Regions from separate parts of the Rattus norvegicus genome. Here region 2 is linked to region 1. Evidence: chromatin contacts called from public Hi-C data. All regions are on one chromosome and are shown on one strand. Each heading gives the region's core, a stretch centred on a gene start, on an enhancer-like site or on the middle of the called end of the contact. The rest is flanking DNA. Distances are from core to core; before and after follow the strand shown. Region 1 holds the start of Zfhx3l (zinc finger homeobox 3 like). Region 2 overlaps Zfhx3 (zinc finger homeobox 3).

Region 1 (2,700 bases), core at 43-2,542:
CGCCGCCGCCGCCTGCTTTGCATCCCAATTACAGCCTAGAGCCGCTGCCGCCGCCGCCGCCGCTTCTCCTCCGTGGCCCCTGCCCGCTCCGGGGGCTGTAAACTCCCCGCCAACCATGCTGCTCGGCGGCAGCGGCGGCGGCGGCTCCGGCTCCCCGGCTGCGGCCGCCTCCCGCCCCGGGCTCCGCCGAGCGCGCTCCAGCTCCTCCGCCGCCGCCGCCGCCGCCAGCAGCGCGTCCTCCGCCGCCGCCCCCCGCCAGCCGCCGCTGCTGCCTTGATGGGCTCCGCGGCCCGAGCGCCTCTTTTCGGGATTAAAAGCGCCGCCAGCTCCCGCCACCGCCGCCGACGCCAGCAGCGCCGCTGCAGCCGCCGCCGCCGGAGGAGCAACCGCGTAAGTGGCAACTTTTCCCTCTTTTTTTTTTTTTTTTTCTCCTCTTCCCGCCGCCGCCGCCTGCTCCTCCTCCTCCCGCCGCCGCCCGGACGCGGGGCTCCTCGGGGCGCCCGGGCTGCTTTGCATGGGGCTCGTCCTGCCCCCTCCCGGCTCCCGCGCCCGGTCGCCGCCGCCGCCGCCCGCGCTCCCCGCGCCCGCGCCCTGCTCGCTCGCCGCGTCCCGCTCGCCTGCCCCCTGCGCCAAACTTTCTCTTTCTCTTTTCTTCCTCCTCCTCCTCCTCCTCCCGCCGCTGCCGCCAAACCTGGGCCGCCCCCTCCTCCGCGGCCCCCGCGCAGCCGCCGGCGACCCCCGGGAGGGTGGAGGCGCCCGGGGCGAGGCCCCGCGCGGGGACTTTGGAGGCGCCGCCGGGCAGGGCAGGGCAGGGCCGGCCGGGGTGCGGGGCCCGGGAGGAGGAGGAGGAGGAAGAAGAGGAGGAGGAGGCTCGCGGCCCCGGGTCCCCGCGGCCAGACAAAGGCAGTGGCTGGCGGGGGTGGGGGTCCCGGTACAGCGTGCCCCCCCCACAACTGCGCCCCACCCTGAGCGGTGCCGGGGCTCTGGGCGGAGCGCGCGCCGGGCCCGGAGCAGCCCCGCCGGCCGGGCGCCTGCCTTCCGCGCGGGGCCGCTCCGGGGGCCGCGGAGCTCGGTGGCAACCTGGGGTCCTGGAGGGGGCGAGGCGGCCGCGCCGCGCGCGCTCTACCTGGGCGCTCTCTGCCTGGCCCAGTGAGCAGCGCCAGGAACGCGCAATGGGGGCTGCGCCCTGGACACTAGGGGCTCCCGGGGGTCGGGGCCGCGCTGCCGGCCAGGGCCGGAGCCAGCCCTGCTGGCCTTCTCGGCCAGCTGAGAGGCAGACATCGGATCAGAGGACTTTTTTTTTCCTCCTCCCTCCTCTCTCTCTCTCTCTCTCTCTCTCTCTCTCTCTCTCTCTCTCTCTCTCCCCCTCTCCTCTCTCTCTCTCCTCCCTCTCTCTCTCTCTCTCTCTCTCTCTCTCTCTCTCTCTCTCTCTCTCTCTCTCTCCTCACTTCTCTCTCTCATGCGAAACTGGGATTGTTTACGTTCGGTTCCCCGCTCCTCTCACTCCTCGCCCTACTCCAGTAGATGCAAAAAAGACCCACGTTCTTAATTTTACGATATACATTTTAATGTATAGAATCTTTTGCATGTCAGTTGGAGGTTAGGTCTAAGAGTGTTCTACGCTGTGCACTTGAATTGTGTATTGAGCTATTAAAACAATATATGTATATATATTTATACTCTGTGAATGAATCTGTTGCTCAGAACTTGACTTTGTGAAATTCCTTCGACTGTGGCAGATTCTTTGACTATGAGTGCTTCAAAAATCACCCTCTCTTAACTTTTCCCCCTTCTCGTCACTTTGAAGTAGGGGAAATATGACAATTTTTATTGGTTTCAATGATTGAAACTTGATCTAAGGACTATATGAATGAAGGGAACTGATTGCCCTTTTCTGGCCTTCTGTTTGGTGACTTTTAAAAGGGGGGCTTGTTAAATACCTTTGAAGAATATGACAGGGTGATCGGTTGGCTCTAATGCAAAGTACAGAACATGAATTCACTTTGGAATTTTAAGAAAAGCTCAAGCCCTTGGGGGGGGGCATTGAGGATTTATTATGGCTTTAAATATATGTCTATATATATATTTATTTTTCTACCTACTTTGGCTGTGTGGCTAGTTGCTGGCCAACTTTTTCGGAGGTCCTGGGGAAGAAACTTGGGAAATGGTTGAGGAGAGACGGATCAATCTGAGTAATCAATAGGACGATGTGCTGCGGTCTTGTGCCTACATTGACTGTAAATGTCTACAGTACCTGCAGTGTGGGTGCCCCAGTGCTTGGTTGGTTCCTTCCAATGGATTTGGAGGCAGAGTAACCAGAATGTACTGTTCCGCTTTCAGAACAATATAGGGGAAGCCCACTCGGTCCGAAGTGGCTCCTGCTATAGCCCCTTGATTTTACCGGGGAGAGGGGAGAAGGTTGTTGTTTGTTTATTTACACGTGAGGAGTTTAGTGTCGAACCCTAATATGTAAGCACCCTGAGTTGGTGGGAAGTGGGAGCTGCCCCAGTCCTTCACTGGTGGTTTATTGAATTTTCAGCCCTTCCCCTTCTCGTGATGTTCTGTTCGGTTTTTTTTTTTTTAAACTAGTACAAGCAAAGGTAGGGATATAAAAGAGTAACTGTACCTAGAGATTGAAACAGTATCAAAAGTCAGAATGGTGTGTGTGTGTGTGTGTGTGTGTGTGTGTGTGAGAGAGAG
Region 2 (2,700 bases), core at 123-2,622, 190 kb after region 1:
GGCTGGGCGTGGCCTCAGCCCCTGCCAGCCCAGTGGACGTCCCTGTGCATGCGATTACCTCATTGTGGAGCCTTTCATTGACTTGGCTGCACCACGCTGATGAACTGAGACTGGGGGCAAGAGCTCGTAATTGAGGGAAATAAATTCCCATCACAGGCCTGTCTGCAGCCAGGAGTAAGGGCACGCTGCATGGGACTGCACAGCGTTGGGGCGGGGATGCAGCTGTTTGTGCTTGTACAAAGATAAAGCCTCTCCCCCACCCCCGCCCCTTCCAGCCTGCAGAGCCATTGGGTATGGTGGTCGGAAGAAGGATGCGGGGGTGGGGGTGGGGGGTCTGCAGTCCTGCCTGTGTCTCCCACTTGATGCTCTGTTTCCAGGAGGATGTCACACATGTGGTTTGCACACTGCCGTCTTTCCGTGCACCTGCAGGGCAGGCCTTCCTCTCGGTTCCCCACACCTGTGTGCTCTGTCGTTCGTTCCCTCTCTCCGTACAGCTGCTCACCCTCAGTTCCGTGCCCCTTAGGTCTTCCTCCTTCTCTGAAGCCACCAAGGGAAGCGCCATTGCTGCTGTGCTCAATGGAAGCTGTGTTTTTGAAATGAGGCAAGGCGTGAGTCGGGGAGCTTTTCCAGTCCCGACTCAACAAAGAACTAGGCCTGGAAATACTTAGCAGGATCTTAAGACAAGGAATTTAGGAACAGAAGGCTAGAGAGATGGCTCAGTGGGTCAAGTGCTTGCTATGCAAACATGAGGCCAGGTCCCCAGCACGCATGTAAAAAGCGGGTGTCAGCAAGGCGCTGAGGCATGTACCCTCTTCCTGGTGCTGGGAGGCAGAGGCAGGAGCAGGAAGATCTCTGGAGCTGAAGGTGAGCTCTGACTTCAGAAAAATGAGGCAGAAAAGCTATTGAAGAAGACACTAGATGATGACTTTGGCTTCCACATGTACACGGGCAGAGGTACCCTCCCGCCCCACCATGATCCACAAAGACAGACACACAAGAGAATCTAGGAACAAGAATCATTTTCAGGAAGCCGAACCAAAAGTCTTACAAGGCAGCCACCCTCTTTAATTCATTCGCTACCACTGATTTCCTAAAATCGGCCATGTAGGTCCCCAGCCGGTATCCGGGGTTGGGCATTCCGAAACAGTTGTCTGGTTTACAGCGAAGAGATTCCCCTCCAGTGCCGTCTGGGCCCTAAGAGACATTTCCTGAAACGCATAGCCTGTGTGCTGCCCACATAATGGCTGGGCCAGGGAGGAAGGTTGCCTCAGTTACAAAGAAGCACGGGCGGCGTGCGGGCAGAGCAGAAGAGAAAAGGAGAACCCTCACTTGACACCCTCTGACCCCAGCTGGTGGAGCTGAATGCTGGAGAGGCAGGGCTGAAATTGCAGTCACTTTAGATTACTTGGACTGAGGAGAGGCAGGGAAAAAAGGGTCTGTTGACTACAGGAAGCTGAATTCTTCCCCCACTGAAAAGCTTATTAGCGGAAGGGGGAAAACAATTACTTGACTTTGCTGAGCTCTCTGCGGCTGGGACTTGGGCCCGTGACAGCAACCCTGTCACCCGAAGCCTTGGACTTACCCCTGATCTAGAATGCTTCTGGGATCCATCCTTCCCGAAAAGATCACAGAGATACAAAAAGGGGAGGGGGTGGGGAAGCATTGTCCTTTGTCCTGGCTTCAAGCCTGGTAAGTTTCTGGCTTAAATGACATCTGGGATATGGGCAGAGAGTGAGCAGTATACCATTTGCCTAGCAACTCGAATATCCGGGCTCTTAGGGACCAGTCCTATGTTTGAGTGCAGGCTTTTGGTTTTGTTTCTGGTGAGCTTGGTTCTTATTCTTGCTTGTCTTCTGTTTGAAAACACCAAGAAGGATTAGATATTGCCTAATCACCAGCTGGAGACTCTCTTATCTCCATAGGGGTCTCTCCATGAGGGAGGGAGCAAGGTGCCAGCCTCCTTCCTTAGTCACCTGACCCCTGCTTGACTTGAGCACTTTCCCCTCCTCCCATTTATGGCCCTCATCCTCCTGTGGGCTCCCTCGATGGCTCCGTCCATCTCTAAGCCTATAAAACCAAGACTCTCATGATCACTCCCTCTAAACAGAATTCCTCCACACGCATACATGCAGAGCCCTCGGGTGACCTGGTTTCTGCAAACTGCCCTTTTCCTCCACAACATCTTGTAACACATGTTCTCTCCTTTGGACTACCCTGCTTATTCACTCTTTTTGAATTTTCAAAACGGGAAAGAAATCTCTGGTTTTCTCACACACACACACACACACACACACACACACACACACACACACACACTCCCACTGTGGCTACCTACATTTTACACAGATACCTCTTCAGCTCAGCAGCTTTTCTCTTCTTCTCTGCCATCTCTTCCACCTTCCCCCTCTTTCCTGAAGGGCAGTTCCTGTTTCTGACTTGTCCCCAAAGTCCTTTAGTAGCTATTGTCAATCCATAGATTAGCCCCCTTGGGAGAGAAATTGTTATGCTTTCTTTGCTATATCGTTTACCTAATTGAAAAGGTTGTATTTATTTTATGAGTGAGTGAGTGAGAGAGAGAGAGAGAGAAAGAGAGAGTGTGTGTGTGTGTGTGTATATACACGTGTGCGCGCACATGCACATGTATGTATACCATGTGCATTCAGCACCCATGGAGGCCAGAAGAGGGCATTGGATCCCCAC

Evidence for each region. Hi-C and Micro-C count contacts between places; a contact is called where the count stands out from the background.
Region 2: a contact with region 1 is called in a Hi-C map of Schwann cells, with 5 times the contacts expected there. The contact joins the enhancer-like site here to the promoter of Zfhx3l in region 1. A contact is called at or near these places in 6 of 12 Hi-C or Micro-C datasets (the A7r5 cell line, Schwann cells, frontal cortex and 3 more).

What each region holds. Positions count from the first base shown.
Region 1 is chr19:53,540,439-53,543,138 of GRCr8, forward strand. It overlaps Zfhx3l (zinc finger homeobox 3 like), which reads right to left and starts at 1,293. Exons shown (of 3, transcript XR_010060214.1): 1 at 1,127-1,293. It also overlaps a transcript of Zfhx3 not described here.
Region 2 is chr19:53,735,274-53,737,973 of GRCr8, forward strand. All of the region lies in intron 4 of Zfhx3 (zinc finger homeobox 3), which reads left to right. Among named protein-coding and RNA genes, the nearest start is that of Zfhx3, 190 kb to the left of the region's middle. Within about 2 kb of position 1,373, at least 2 of the 93 cell types and tissues checked have an H3K27ac peak or open chromatin away from gene starts, as enhancers often do. A contact at or near this core is called in Schwann cells, where this site is marked.